3 separate regions of the Sus scrofa genome follow, and regions 2 and 3 are each linked to region 1. Evidence: chromatin contacts called from public HiChIP or PLAC-seq data. All regions are on one chromosome and are shown on one strand. Each heading gives the region's core, a stretch centred on a gene start, on an enhancer-like site or on the middle of the called end of the contact. The rest is flanking DNA. Distances are from core to core; before and after follow the strand shown. Region 1 overlaps ESRRG (estrogen-related receptor gamma). Region 2 overlaps ESRRG (estrogen-related receptor gamma). Region 3 overlaps ESRRG (estrogen-related receptor gamma).

Region 1 (4,316 bases), core at 1,108-3,607:
TTTTCTGCTATCGGTACAAAACCAAGACCCAACTCAGAATATTAATAGAACTATTTACACAGGCTGTTTTCCAACTTAATGCAGATTTTTCACCTTTCTTCTGCAAGGCACTCTATCTCAACACACAGGATCCCCTACGTTTTTCTCTGGTGCTTGCTCAGGGTACACAGGTAAGTTCATGAACTTCTGGCCAATTCACAATTTTCTCTTCCTAATGGGAGATATAAGTTGTCCCTGGATTTATAAAGGGATAGGGTTTGGAAGGATCCTGTAGGGTCAGCCAACTTTTCCAAACTCACATTAATCAAGTGTAATTACTGGGGGGACGGGTGATCCCCATCTTGGCAGGAGAGCAAACCAAGGAGCGAATGCAGTGTGCCTCGAAAACTAGAAATATCAGGGGGTGTAACTTCCAAGCACCCTCAGCCAGTGTGTACCATGCCTCCTCCTTGCAGACAAGGACAAGGCAGGACCATGACCCATCCAATTATGCCTATGCTTCTGTGTAGCAATCTTCAGTTTTTTTTTTTTTTTTTCTTTTTTAGTTCCCAGGGATTGAACCCATGCCACTGCAGCAACCTGAGCTTCTGCAATGACAAAGTCAGACCTTTAACCCACTGCCCACAAGGAAACCCCAACTGCCTCTTTTCCAACTAGGAAGGCACCTGCTTAAATCAGATCTGTCACCTCACCCTTTGAATTCTAACCAGGTCCTCTCTCCTTATTCCAGTCTGTTCTGTTTCCAACATACAGAACAGGGGAACAGGCAAGAGACATCTGGCTGAAGTTTGTTTGCAGGGGGCTTGTGCTGCTAAGGTATTTAAATATTTTTGGCATTGTTATGTCATCAATTAAGGATCGATGAGCTGGCCTTGGTGGCAAACTGCTACTCAGCGACATGCCATCCTGGGCACCTGGGGTGGAGAGACGCGGCCGCCCAATGTCCCCCACTGTTTGTCATGTCTCAGGTTCCCAAAGACCATACCCATGGCACCTGTTAAAGCTGCTTCTGCTAAGCTGTTCTGCACTTGTCTGGCTGGATTTGGACTTCCTGGATCTCTGGCTTGAATACAAAGTGATCAGAAAGCCCAGTGTTTGGCAACAAGCAGGATGGGGACTAGAGGAGGCTGCGTGTGGGTCTAAGGGAGCGGGATGTGTTTTTCAGAACCCGGTGCAGGCACAGCCCCGCCGGAGCCTGTGCTGCGGGATGACAATCCTCTCCGTTGCCGTCAGCTGTTTCACAGCAGCTGTTTAATGTAATTCCAAATGATCCGCCTGAATGAAGTTGTCATTCTTGCCATAATCTTTAATTTCGTGGAACACATAGCTGGGCGATGTTCATTTTAATGTTAGATCAGTTCCAAAAAAAGTTTCCAATGCCTGTGTTTTCCCTATTGACGCTAGATAAAAATCATTACCGAGAAAGAGAAATTGGGCAACGGAGAACGCTAGGTAACATCAGCGTTTTTCTATCAAAGTTAGTTAAATGCCGATGTGTCAATAGAGGTTTGAAACCAACAAGAAATATAATGAAGTTAACAGAGGAACTTTTTTTTTTTCTCCTCTTAACCTGTCTCCATCATTACTAGGTTGAAGTGGGACATTTCTTCTGAGGAATATTTTCTATGTTAATAAACTCAAACAGCTAGGATAGAAACAACATAACCCATTTTGTGTTTTAAACGTCTGATGGTAGAGAGTGTTAATAATACAAAGGTGATCACAAATCAATCACTTCCCCCCCTCCTCCTTCCCTTCCTTCCTTCCCTCTTTCCTAACTCTACGGATTATCATCAATCACGGTGTGCAGAAAAGTTTGCTTATTTATAAAGCGAAAGAGCCTGGCCTGCTTTCAAGCGGTTCTGCAGTTCTCTTGGCGACGATAGAGGGCGCTGATGCTTCTGATCTGGCAGGTGGAGCCCTCGGCGAGACCGACATCTCTCCTCTGCTTGGGGCTTGCCCTCCAGCTCCCCAGCCTCTCCTCTGGAACCACATTCGAGCCACATTCTTAGGAGAGAGGCTCCCGCTCTCCTAAGAAAGCTGCCTTTATTCTTTGTCTATTAGTCTCTACTCTCCGTCTCGTTTTCAAAGCACTGCTTTAAAAAGCTGTTATTCGGTAATAGCTTGTGATCTTTTAATATATCTCTTGGCTTTTCTGGGTTGAATAGCAGTTCGCAAAGCATTTCTTCTTCCCTATGGCTCCCCCCCTCCCCGAGTCCCATTTACATGCAATCCATTCCGAGAAGACGCTACTGCTGGCATCTCGGCTTAAACAAATGAAACCTCCATAGGCTGTGACCCTTTTGGTATATATCCCAACAGCTCCTGTCCAGTGACAGAGCGGCTACCAGATGTCACAAACTGTGAAACTGATAGGCACGAGGCCACCACCTGCAGAAGAAGAAGAACATACTAGAGATACGTTCTTTACCAAAGAGAGCTATTTACTTTTTTTTTTTAACTCGAAGCCATAACAATTTAAACTGTTTCACTTGAATCAAATGAGATGTATCATCCATTTCCCTGATGTGCTTCCAGGAAAGAAGAAAAGCATTCCTCCAAAACACCTTCTGAGTATGCTCTGTGTTTAACCATTTTCTCACCATAAAAGCTGAAATCACCTAATCAGAAAACACTCTATCATTTTCCACTGAATGGTTCATAAGAACATAAAACTCCATTTAGCATCACTACCAGCTCTCATCATCTACCCTTTTAAAATGCTTACCCATCTTTCTCATTGCTATTCAAAGAAACAGATTTATTTCTCACCCTGGAGTTGGGAATTTTGGCATGCCAGATTGAATACCCAACGCCGACTAGTGGATGGGTTATTCTTAGTCTCCTTACACGCTTAAGAGAAAATGGGACAGTGTACGTCTCTCAATCAAGCAAAGTTCTTTGGAAACTATGACTTCAGCTAGAGCTGGATTAGCCAGGCCATTGCTGTATTAGGAAAAAAAAAGCTGGAATCGTGGCCCATAGGAACATGAGCTCCAATCAGAGAGATGAAGGGGCAACTTCTTAGCAATTGTGAGCAGAGGCTGCAGAAGTATCCCCATATTCATTCCACGTCTGATTTTGTTCAAAGTTTTGACTATGGAAATGAGAAGCATTTCCCCAGTGTCTTTTTCCTTTGGGCCGTACCCCCACGTGCGCTGCATGGGGAAGTTCCCCTGCCAGGGAGCAAACCCGCACCATGACACCCACCCAAACCGCGGTACGGACAAGCCCGATCCTTCCCAGTGCACGACAAAGGAACTCCTCCAATGTCTTTCTGAAGTTTCTCACTTGCAGTGGAAAAGGCAGCTCAGATTTGGCAGCGGTGTGTTGCCCCAGCCCGGCTGCGCAAAACCCTTTCATTGTTTCTTTCTTTCTTTCTTTTTTTTTTTTTTTTTTTTTGTCTTTTTGCATTTTCTTTGGGCCGCTCCCGAGGCATATGGAGGTTCCCAGGCTAGGGATCGAACTGGAGCTGTAGCCCCTGGCCCACACCAGAGCCACAGCAACGAGGGATCCGAGCCGCGTCTGCAAACCTACACCACAGCTCATGGCAATGCCAGATCCTCAACCCACTGAGCAAGGGCAGGGACCGAACCCGCAACCTCATGGTTCCTAGTCGGATTCGTTAACCACTGCGCCACGACGGGAACTCCCCTTTCATTGTTTCTCTCCTGTTCCTTCAACCATTATTCTTTCTCCCTTTCCCACCCCTGGGCAGCATCCTTAGAGCCAAGGGGAGAGCTCTCCCTGGATAGCCGTCGCCAAGCCCACATCGTCTTTCCTCAAGCTTTAGGAAATAAAAATCAGAAGTGTCTTTGCTAACCTTGTGTTTTCAACTACTTATCCTATGAAGAAGATGATTGGACTGACAATTTTTTTTTTTTTCTTTTTGGAGGAAGCTGAGTCCCGCTGCTCCCTGGTAGCCCACAGCGCCTTTGACTAGAAGGCTACTTCCTAAATTACAAACGACCAGAGTGAGAGTCACGGTGTAGCACGGGCTCTGCCGTCTGGTCATGTCTTGGCTCTGTGACTTGGGGGCTTCAAGGAGCCTTCCGCCACAGCAAAAGAGAGGTATCTTCATTCCAAACCCACTTGGGCTTTGCACCCTAGAGTATTCAGGCACTTGGAAGGGCTCTGATTCCCACTGAACAGAAGGGGAAACTGAGAAATAGGAGTAACATCTTTTCTTTGTAAGCAGCCTTTAAAAATCAAAGAAATGGAGTTCCTGCCGTGGCTCAGCAGAAATGAATCTGACTAGTATCCATAAGGATGCAGGTTCGATCCCTGGCCTGGCATAGTGGGTTAAGGATCTGGCA
Region 2 (3,737 bases), core at 637-3,136, 310 kb after region 1:
GGGGGGTGGGGGAGGGACAGGAAAGACTAGGCTATGTTGATAATTCTGGGCTTGAACCTTCAAGGGTTTCCCTTTGGGTATTATCCTAAAGAAAGCTCCAGGCAACCTTGGGCTTATTCTTCACCTGTCACTTCTAAAAGGTGAATCAGTTCATGCTTACAATGGCTGACGCTGCTACGTCTCAAATTCACACGCACCTTCTAATTATAAGAAACAGGCTCTTGGGCTTCTCCAGGCAAAAGCTGAGAGGACGCCAACATTATTTTTGCTGTGACTGCAACATCCAAATAACTTTCCATCTGCTAGAGCCTCAAATTAAAAGGGCAATGATTATGAGTCAATGCATGCCCACTGGCAGGGGCCATCCTTGTGTTTTTAGAACAGTCACTGCCATTGCGTATTAAGAGGTGAAAGAAAGAGAGAGAGAGAAAAGAAGAGTCTTATGGGACTGGAGCTGCCCCAAGAAAGAAGAATGCTGGGTCACCTACTGACTGTGCTTTTAAACAGCCAAGTGGGATTACGTGAAAGCAGGGGAACCCACCCTGAGTCTTATCTCCCATGTATCAAAGTACTTGAAAGTTCTATGATGATAACCACGAAACCGTTTGGGAGTCATTTCCCATGAGAAGCATTTCAAGGGGCCCAGGAAGACATGCTAAGGGTGTGAAATGGAAACACACCTTGCATTCTAAGATTGAATTTTGTAACTCTGAGGAAAGTGATCAGGCAACTTCGGAGGAAGTGCCAAAGAAGGAACTGGGGGTGATGCAACGCAGATCGACTTGAAGATGCAGAACAGAAAATGACCTGTGCAAATGCAAAGGCACGCGGGGCAACCCTGAAGCGGATGCTGGGGCAGATTTCATAGTGACTGAACACATCAGCATCAACATCGTCTCCCTCTGTACATGATTCCAGATGAATTCCTGGTTACAACCTGAGGAATACCCAGACGTCACATTCATGTTCGAACGCTCGCACGTCTCCCTCTCCATCTTTCTAAAATGAAGCCAGCGAGAGCTCGACGTTCAGGACCAGGTGCGGGAGAACCTTTCTAACAATGGATGCAGGAGCACTTCCGATCCACCAGACGCTCCCCTTGACCTGGCTGGACTTTCCTAGACATTTCTCGACTAAAGGGCAACTGTGGGGCAGGGACCAAATAAGCACTTTTAGAAGAGAACGGTGTCTCTCTCCCTTCTCATTGGGACGGGGGATAATGAGGGACCGCAATCTGGTTGATGGGCTAGGTAACCACAGCAGGACATTCCTCACATGGTTTCTCGGAGACGACCCAGGGCACTTGGTTAAGGAATCTTCTATCTTCCAGCCAGAGTCCAAGGACTAATCATCCGTAATCACTAAGAGGGCTCTGGCATATTATCGGATTTCTGATGAAAATAAATGGGCCTCCTGAAAATGATCATGGGGCTCAGGAGGCACTTTTCTGTCATCGTCCTGCCTTCATTTCTCCTTCATCACATCAAAATGACACATCTTAAAAGAGCTGCCCCTGCAAACCTCAAAATAGTATAGAAAAATTATGTGATTCTTATTCTAGTCATTAGATGTCTATAGAATTATTAGAATTCTTCACGAATAAATAGTAAAACAAAACATTTATATGTGCTCCCTCAATGATCTCTTTGGTTTCAAACAATCCGAGCAGCATGATCAATAAGTTAATGGCCTCGTTCCAAAAACAGGGTGGTCGTTTTGTGTTGTATTGTTTGTTTGTTTGTTTTTTACTCTGATAGTACAGAAGAAGAGTCCCCTTGTACCCTTTCAAGAGCTACCAGCCATGGTCATTACCACCAGACACTGGACAACCCTGTAAGGAGAGGCTGGCATGTTTTCCCAGGGTGAGGACATCTGGGAATTCCAGGGTGAGAACCAATGGCACGTCTCTCCTGTATGGTGCTGCTTTACAAGAAAGGCTCAGCCAATTCCTTGGCAGCTGTGAAGTTGTCAGCCGTGGCATTCGTCATAAAGCTGGGTGGCTGCTCGCTGCTGACATGTTCAGTTTTGAACTCGGGGGGAAAAAAAAATAACCTCTCTGGAATGTTGAGCTCGGCAGAGACAGCAGATGCCCCAAGTGAAAAAGCTCATCACACATCAGGTACTTAGGAACCTTCTGGAAATGATTGAAAAAGCATGAGTATTTCTCTACTCAGCGTGCACTTAGCCATTGCAGGGGCTTGCATCAACCTCCCTCTGTGTCTCCTTCCTGGACCTTCTTGACAGCCAGACAAGAGATGATCCAGTAGGTTATCGATCACATTCTCTTCTAAAGGTCACGCTGGGGGGAGCAGAAATACCGGAGAACCCACGCCCTTCTCTGAGGAAGGCACACATTTTATGTATCTTTGCCTTCAACCTCCAACGCGCTTCTAGCAAGACATGCTAAGTAATGCATTAGAAATACCAGGTGAAGTCTGATATCATATACTTGAGACCATTTTCTCTGGTTTTCTCAATTCGGGTCCCTACTCCAAAAGTAAGATCATAAGATCACGTAGCAATCTTCCTAGACTCCAGCCTGAGCAAAGAAGACTACTCAACAGCTCACTCTGGTACCTTCTAAAGGAAGAAAAACCATCTCCTTCGAAGAGCTTTGCAACATGGGTTCCTAGGACTAGATCTTGCCACAAGAGCGTCTATTTAGGTAGTAATGATCTGAACAAAGCGAAATGTATGGCTACTGTGGTTATTATAAGGGTGCCTGGCAATAAAATACTATGCCTTCGCAAATAAAGAGACATAGGAGGTGAAAAAAGGTCAGAGAAAAAAAAACAGATGAGAAATCAATGTCAAAAGAGGTCACTCTATGAGCTTCAAAGGGAGCTACAGTCATTGATTATCATATCACTGAAACAACACAGGCCCAGTGAGATCTGAAATTACATTTCCAGTCTGAATTTATAGAACTCACTGCAGCCTCTGGTTGTGACTGTCGTACGTTAATGGAAGCCTACCAAGTAAGCATGATTTAGATGGGCACAGGCAGAGGTGAAGTCAGTTTTTCCTGGGTATTGAGAACTAGGCGCGCGATCAGGAAAGGTTCGGAAAATTGGTTTCTTCTTCAATTTCAGAGGCCTTTCTGGTAGTGGTTGGGGGCCAGAATTCTCTTTCAAAAACACAGATTGGATTATGGTGCTTTCTTGCTTACCAAGAGCCAATAGCAGGGTCCCTATTTCTCATGCAGGAGGAGGTTTAGAATACTTGGGCAATAGGCAAGCCCTTCAGAGGAGGCTAGAACAGCCTCCTTGTCTGACTTCATCTGACGCTCCAAGCATACCACATGTGTTTCAGGTTTCCAAAGCCAACAAATTCTTCCCTATATCCAGGTTACTATTATTCCTTACTGAAGGGGCCTCCCTATTCTGATACATTTTTCCTTATTCTTCTCTTTCTCCATTTCCTCACCATGGCAGACCCTAAGCTTATAAAACCTCATTCCTTTTTCTTCCTGGGCACACAGTTACACTCTCTTTCCCAGCTTCCCTTGCTGTCATATAGTTCTCCATGAATAAACTGGGCCCAGAAATGATGTGTGACATCCTTGGTCCCTAAAATCCTCCCTTGAGACATTCTATATTCTCAGTCTTCCAGTGCTTCAGACTCTGAAGCCCTTGAGGATCGTCCTGGGTCCCTGAATTACTATGTGGAACAGAGCACTCAACTCACCCCAGCCTCCAACGCAAGTTAGACTGTGGTCTAAATGAGGCCTAAATCAT
Region 3 (4,168 bases), core at 1,006-3,505, 350 kb after region 1:
CCACGTCTGTGAACTACAGCACACAGCAATGCGGGATCCTTGACCCACAGAGCAAGGCCAGGGATCGAACCTGCGTCCTCATGGATACTAGTGGGCTCGTTACCACTGAGCCACAATGGGAACTTCCCCAAGATGGCCCCTTTGATATGAGGTAAAATGACTAATGATGGAGTGTACCGGTGGCCGACCCCATCAGCCAAAACGTTATTAGCCATCCATCAGGCGTGCCTATGGTTGTTCTCTTCCTACCCCACTCAGGCTGTTCTGCAGACTTCATTTGACGTAAATGGATCCAACCATTTCCGCCTTGATGCCTTAGACCTACATGGAGCTTGAATTAAATCAGGAAGTCCAGTGAAGAGCACACACAGGCAGAGCGTGAAGGCGCTTGGGGACCAGAGCCAGAAAGGGCCCGCTTACTCACTCCCCAATGTAACTGTCTCAGAGCAAGCCGGTCTCTGTGCTCCTTCCCTTATTTATCCCAATGCACTGAAGACTGAGAACTCATCGACCTTCTCATCCCGTCTTTGTTAAGATAAAGTGAAAGCAGGAGCGAGAGCACTTTACATTCCAGCAAAACATCGTCATGGCAGACGTGCCTCACTTTACACTAGTGCTGAGTTTCTAAAATGTTTGACAGACTTAGGAGAGCCCATGGAGACAAGAATTCAGGTCCCCCGACAGAGGATCCAAGTTGATTTCTACTGCATCTTGCTAGTTAAGGACATGACAAAGTCCTAGAGCTAGTTAAGGGTGTTATCAGGATGGCTGTGCCCATGAACGGCCCCAGGGCCCTATCCCAGTCCACACCGGCAAGACAGGGTCTGAACTGTGGGAAAGCATTACAGCAAATCAAGGCAACTACAAGTTCATCAGGATATTTCCTTAAAATAAAAATGTACACCATGCCTCTGACATGAAAGGAAACAACTTCCTATAAGACAGGGGTCCTCAACCCAGATTTCAGGCTAGTTCATCTACGAATGAATTAAGAAAGTCTTGAAGGTGTAGGCAAAATAGGTGTGCGTGTGTGTGTGTGGGTGGGTGGGTGGGGGTGGGTGTGCACACAGTAACCTATGCACTGTTCTCAAGACAAGACCCATAAGTTTCATCACATTCTCAGAAGGGTTCATGACTCCAGAAAGGTTAAGGACCACTGATGTAAGAAGAGATTATTTTAAAACTGGATTCAGAGAGAACAACACATTCATTTAAGCCAAACGTCATGCCAACGACTACACGAAGAATGTCTCATAATCACCAGTATTCAGAATGATGGCCCTGAGACACAATAAAAGCTTCAATCATCAGAGAAATTTATTGTCAAGGTATTTTATGTAACTGACAAGGGAAAATGGACCAGCCTTTTAGAAAGAGTTGAATACTGAATTAAAAGAAGAAGAACTTCCTGGTTTGGTTTCAGCTGGCTGGACGATGCTCCTTGTGCTAAGAAAGATGGATTAGGGTGGGAAGATACTCATTGTTTCGGGGAGTACAGTTAAGATCCGTGGCAGCTGTCAGATGCCAGAGAATGAGGGCTGTGGCAGAACTGTAGCTGTGAGGTCAGGAGCGGGGGGGGGGGGAGTATCTGCCAGGGAGCTGGAATCAGCGGGCCTTAGAGTCTGGCTTGGCCACCTGAATTAATGATAGGGTGTTAGAGTGATCCAAATCAAGACCAGGCTAAGAAAATTATGAATTTGGTTTGGAATATGCTAGGCTAACAGGCCCGTGGAAGCCAGATTTCTATCAGCCTTGGGAAAGATTTAGAAGAACGCTCTGGCTGGAGAAATTTATTCAGGAATTATTCAGGAATTGGCAATGGCTTCAGCAGGTGTTAAAGATGGGGGGGGGAAATTATGAATGTGAAGGACTTGCAAGTGTCTGAAATAAAACCGCATTTATTTGAATTAAGTCTAATTTGTAAACAAGGAAATTATATACCACCCAAGGCCAAGGAGTGACGGCGATTTTAAATATGTATGGACACCTGGATTTGTACCATCAATTTCTGGAGAGAGTTACACATCTCCGCTTTTCTTTTACACCTGGGGTTTTCCGGGGTTCTTTCATTTCAGGGCTCTATTTTCATTCGAGGTAGTCACTGCCTCGGTTCAGCAGAGAGAAGGTTTTCCTTGGCAACCAGGTTCCACTGGAAAAAATAATCAAGATGTCACCTGATGCTGCAAGTCACCAACTCAGCTCTCAGCTCTGCGTCCCTGCCAGTTGCTGCGCCGGCAGAGGAAACTCGTGTCACGGAAAGAACACTAACCTTGGAGTCAGAACACACGAGTGGGAGTCTAATTTCTACTTCTCGTGGCTCTGGCAACCCTGGGCAAGTCACTCAACTTCTTACAACCTGGATTTCCTCTTTAATAGCGCCCCTCCCATTCTTGGGGGGAGGGTCCTTCAAACATTGATATTTAGGTAACTGCCAAAGAGGGGCATGAGGGAACCCAACCACACACTTCAAAGTCACCTTGATCAACTCCTGCACGACGGACCCCTGCCCCTTTCCAGGGACACCCCAGCATGGGCCACAGGCCTTCCTCCCTACTACCCCCAGCAACACACCTCTGTGACTATGTGTGTCATACTTTAATTATTGTTAACATGTCTGTCTTTGCTGCTCAGCTGTAACTGCCTTTAGTGTCATAGCCATTTCTGTTATCTTTTTATTCCTAGGTCTGAGCACACAGCAGGTGCTCCATAAATGTTCAAGGAATAAACTGTTCTCATAGGAGAACCTTAGGGAGTTCCTGTTGTAGCTCAACAGAAATGGATCTGACTAGTACCCATGAGGACGCAGGTTTGATCCCTGGCCTCAGCTCAGTGGGTTAAGAATCTGGTGTTGCCATGAGCTGTGGTGTAGGTCACAGACACAGCTCAGATCTGGCGTGGCTGTGGCTGAGGCTAGCGGCTACAGCTCCGATTCAACCCCTAGCCTGGGAACTTCCATATGCTGCAGGTGTGGCCCTAAAAAGACCAGAAAAAAAGAGAGAGAGAGAAACTTGGCCTGCATCTACTTCTATTCCACGAAGCCTTTGGCCAATCTGGGAAATGGAAAAAGCAGAGCCAGCCTTACCGACAGGCCCTCAGCTCTACGGTGGTCCAGGTACTTTGCTCAGAAGGGGCCTTGCTCAGAAAACGCCTACATTTACTGCTTATTAAGCTACCTTATGTGGACAGTTATTATATTATAAGGGAATAAAGTATGTCATTTCCCAAACGTATTGAAGCTTAACATGCACAACTTCGTCTCCCTCCAAAAACTGTAACCGGACTTCATTTGACACCAATGTGGCACTGCTGCCTACCAGGTTTTACCAGAAAGCTCAGGAGACAAAAACGAGGGAGGGAGAGGGTGCAGGGAGCCCAAAGAAAAGCTGAATGGCTGTCACAGTGTTGTGGAAAGGACCAAGCAAGACAGGGTTGGTGTCCTGCCTCCAATTCCTTAGGCAATATCTTAAGGTCTCTGTGATCAGTTACGGCATATCCTTAAAATGGACTCATACCATTTCAGTGTCAGAGTCACTGGGGAGCTGAAATGCACAAGAAGGCACAGTGCCACCTGCAAGCCGGCAGCTGAGCAAAGTCAATTTCCCTCCCCCCCCCTTCCTCTTGTCTGTTTACCCTCCCAGAAGAAAAGAAAAAAGAATCTAATTCATTGGTTTGTAACAATGAACAACTTGGAAGCTTGTCTCTTGGCCAGGCTGCAAAAAAAAAGCGGATCACAGGGATTAGGTTAAATCAGTGGCTCCAAACTTTGCCATGTCCTGGAATCACTTGGGAAGCTTTTAAAAGCTGTCCTTGACGCGCAAGCCACACCCCGCAGCGATTCAGGCTGACCATGTGGGGATTCGAGCCAGGCAACAGTACGTTGCCTAAACCCCCTGAGGGATGCCAGTAGGCACCCACGTTCGGGACCCGCTGGCACATGGAGAGAAATGGGCCTGAGAGCCGGCGATTTTAGCCGATTGGAGCCTGAAGCTTGTCAAGCCCAAGGTTCGAATTCAGGTCCAGGAGGGCAGCCCCCCTCACTCCCTCATGAAGCCAGAAGGCTCATTCCTTCTCCAACATTCTATCAATGAACCCTGGACAGGGGACTAGCCCTGGGCGGACTCATTCCAAGCTCCAAAAAAGCAAATAAAAGAGCACAAAAGGCATCTGT

What was found. HiChIP or PLAC-seq counts read pairs in DNA pulled down with a chosen protein or histone mark.
Region 2: a contact with region 1 is called in an H3K27ac HiChIP or PLAC-seq map of skeletal muscle, with 6 times the contacts expected there. The contact joins two enhancer-like sites. A contact is called at or near these places in 1 of 47 Hi-C or Micro-C datasets (heart right ventricle) and 1 of 2 datasets of contacts at active chromatin or transcription factors (skeletal muscle).
Region 3: a contact with region 1 is called in an H3K27ac HiChIP or PLAC-seq map of skeletal muscle, with 6 times the contacts expected there. The contact joins two enhancer-like sites. A contact is called at or near these places in 1 of 47 Hi-C or Micro-C datasets (epiblast stem cells) and 1 of 2 datasets of contacts at active chromatin or transcription factors (skeletal muscle).

Annotation. Positions count from the first base shown.
Region 1 is chr10:6,967,779-6,972,094 of Sscrofa11.1, forward strand. The region is part of intron 2 of ESRRG (estrogen-related receptor gamma); the gene reads right to left. Among named protein-coding and RNA genes, the nearest start is that of USH2A, 310 kb to the left of the region's middle. Within about 2 kb of position 2,358, at least 1 of the 83 cell types and tissues checked has an H3K27ac peak or open chromatin away from gene starts, as enhancers often do. A contact at or near this core is called in skeletal muscle, where this site is marked.
Region 2 is chr10:7,282,900-7,286,636 of Sscrofa11.1, forward strand. All of the region lies in intron 2 of ESRRG (estrogen-related receptor gamma), which reads right to left. Among named protein-coding and RNA genes, the nearest start is that of ESRRG, 87 kb to the right of the region's middle. Within about 2 kb of position 1,887, at least 1 of the 83 cell types and tissues checked has an H3K27ac peak or open chromatin away from gene starts, as enhancers often do. A contact at or near this core is called in skeletal muscle, where this site is marked.
Region 3 is chr10:7,322,521-7,326,688 of Sscrofa11.1, forward strand. The region is part of intron 2 of ESRRG (estrogen-related receptor gamma); the gene reads right to left. Among named protein-coding and RNA genes, the nearest start is that of ESRRG, 47 kb to the right of the region's middle. Within about 2 kb of position 2,256, at least 1 of the 83 cell types and tissues checked has an H3K27ac peak or open chromatin away from gene starts, as enhancers often do. A contact at or near this core is called in skeletal muscle, where this site is marked.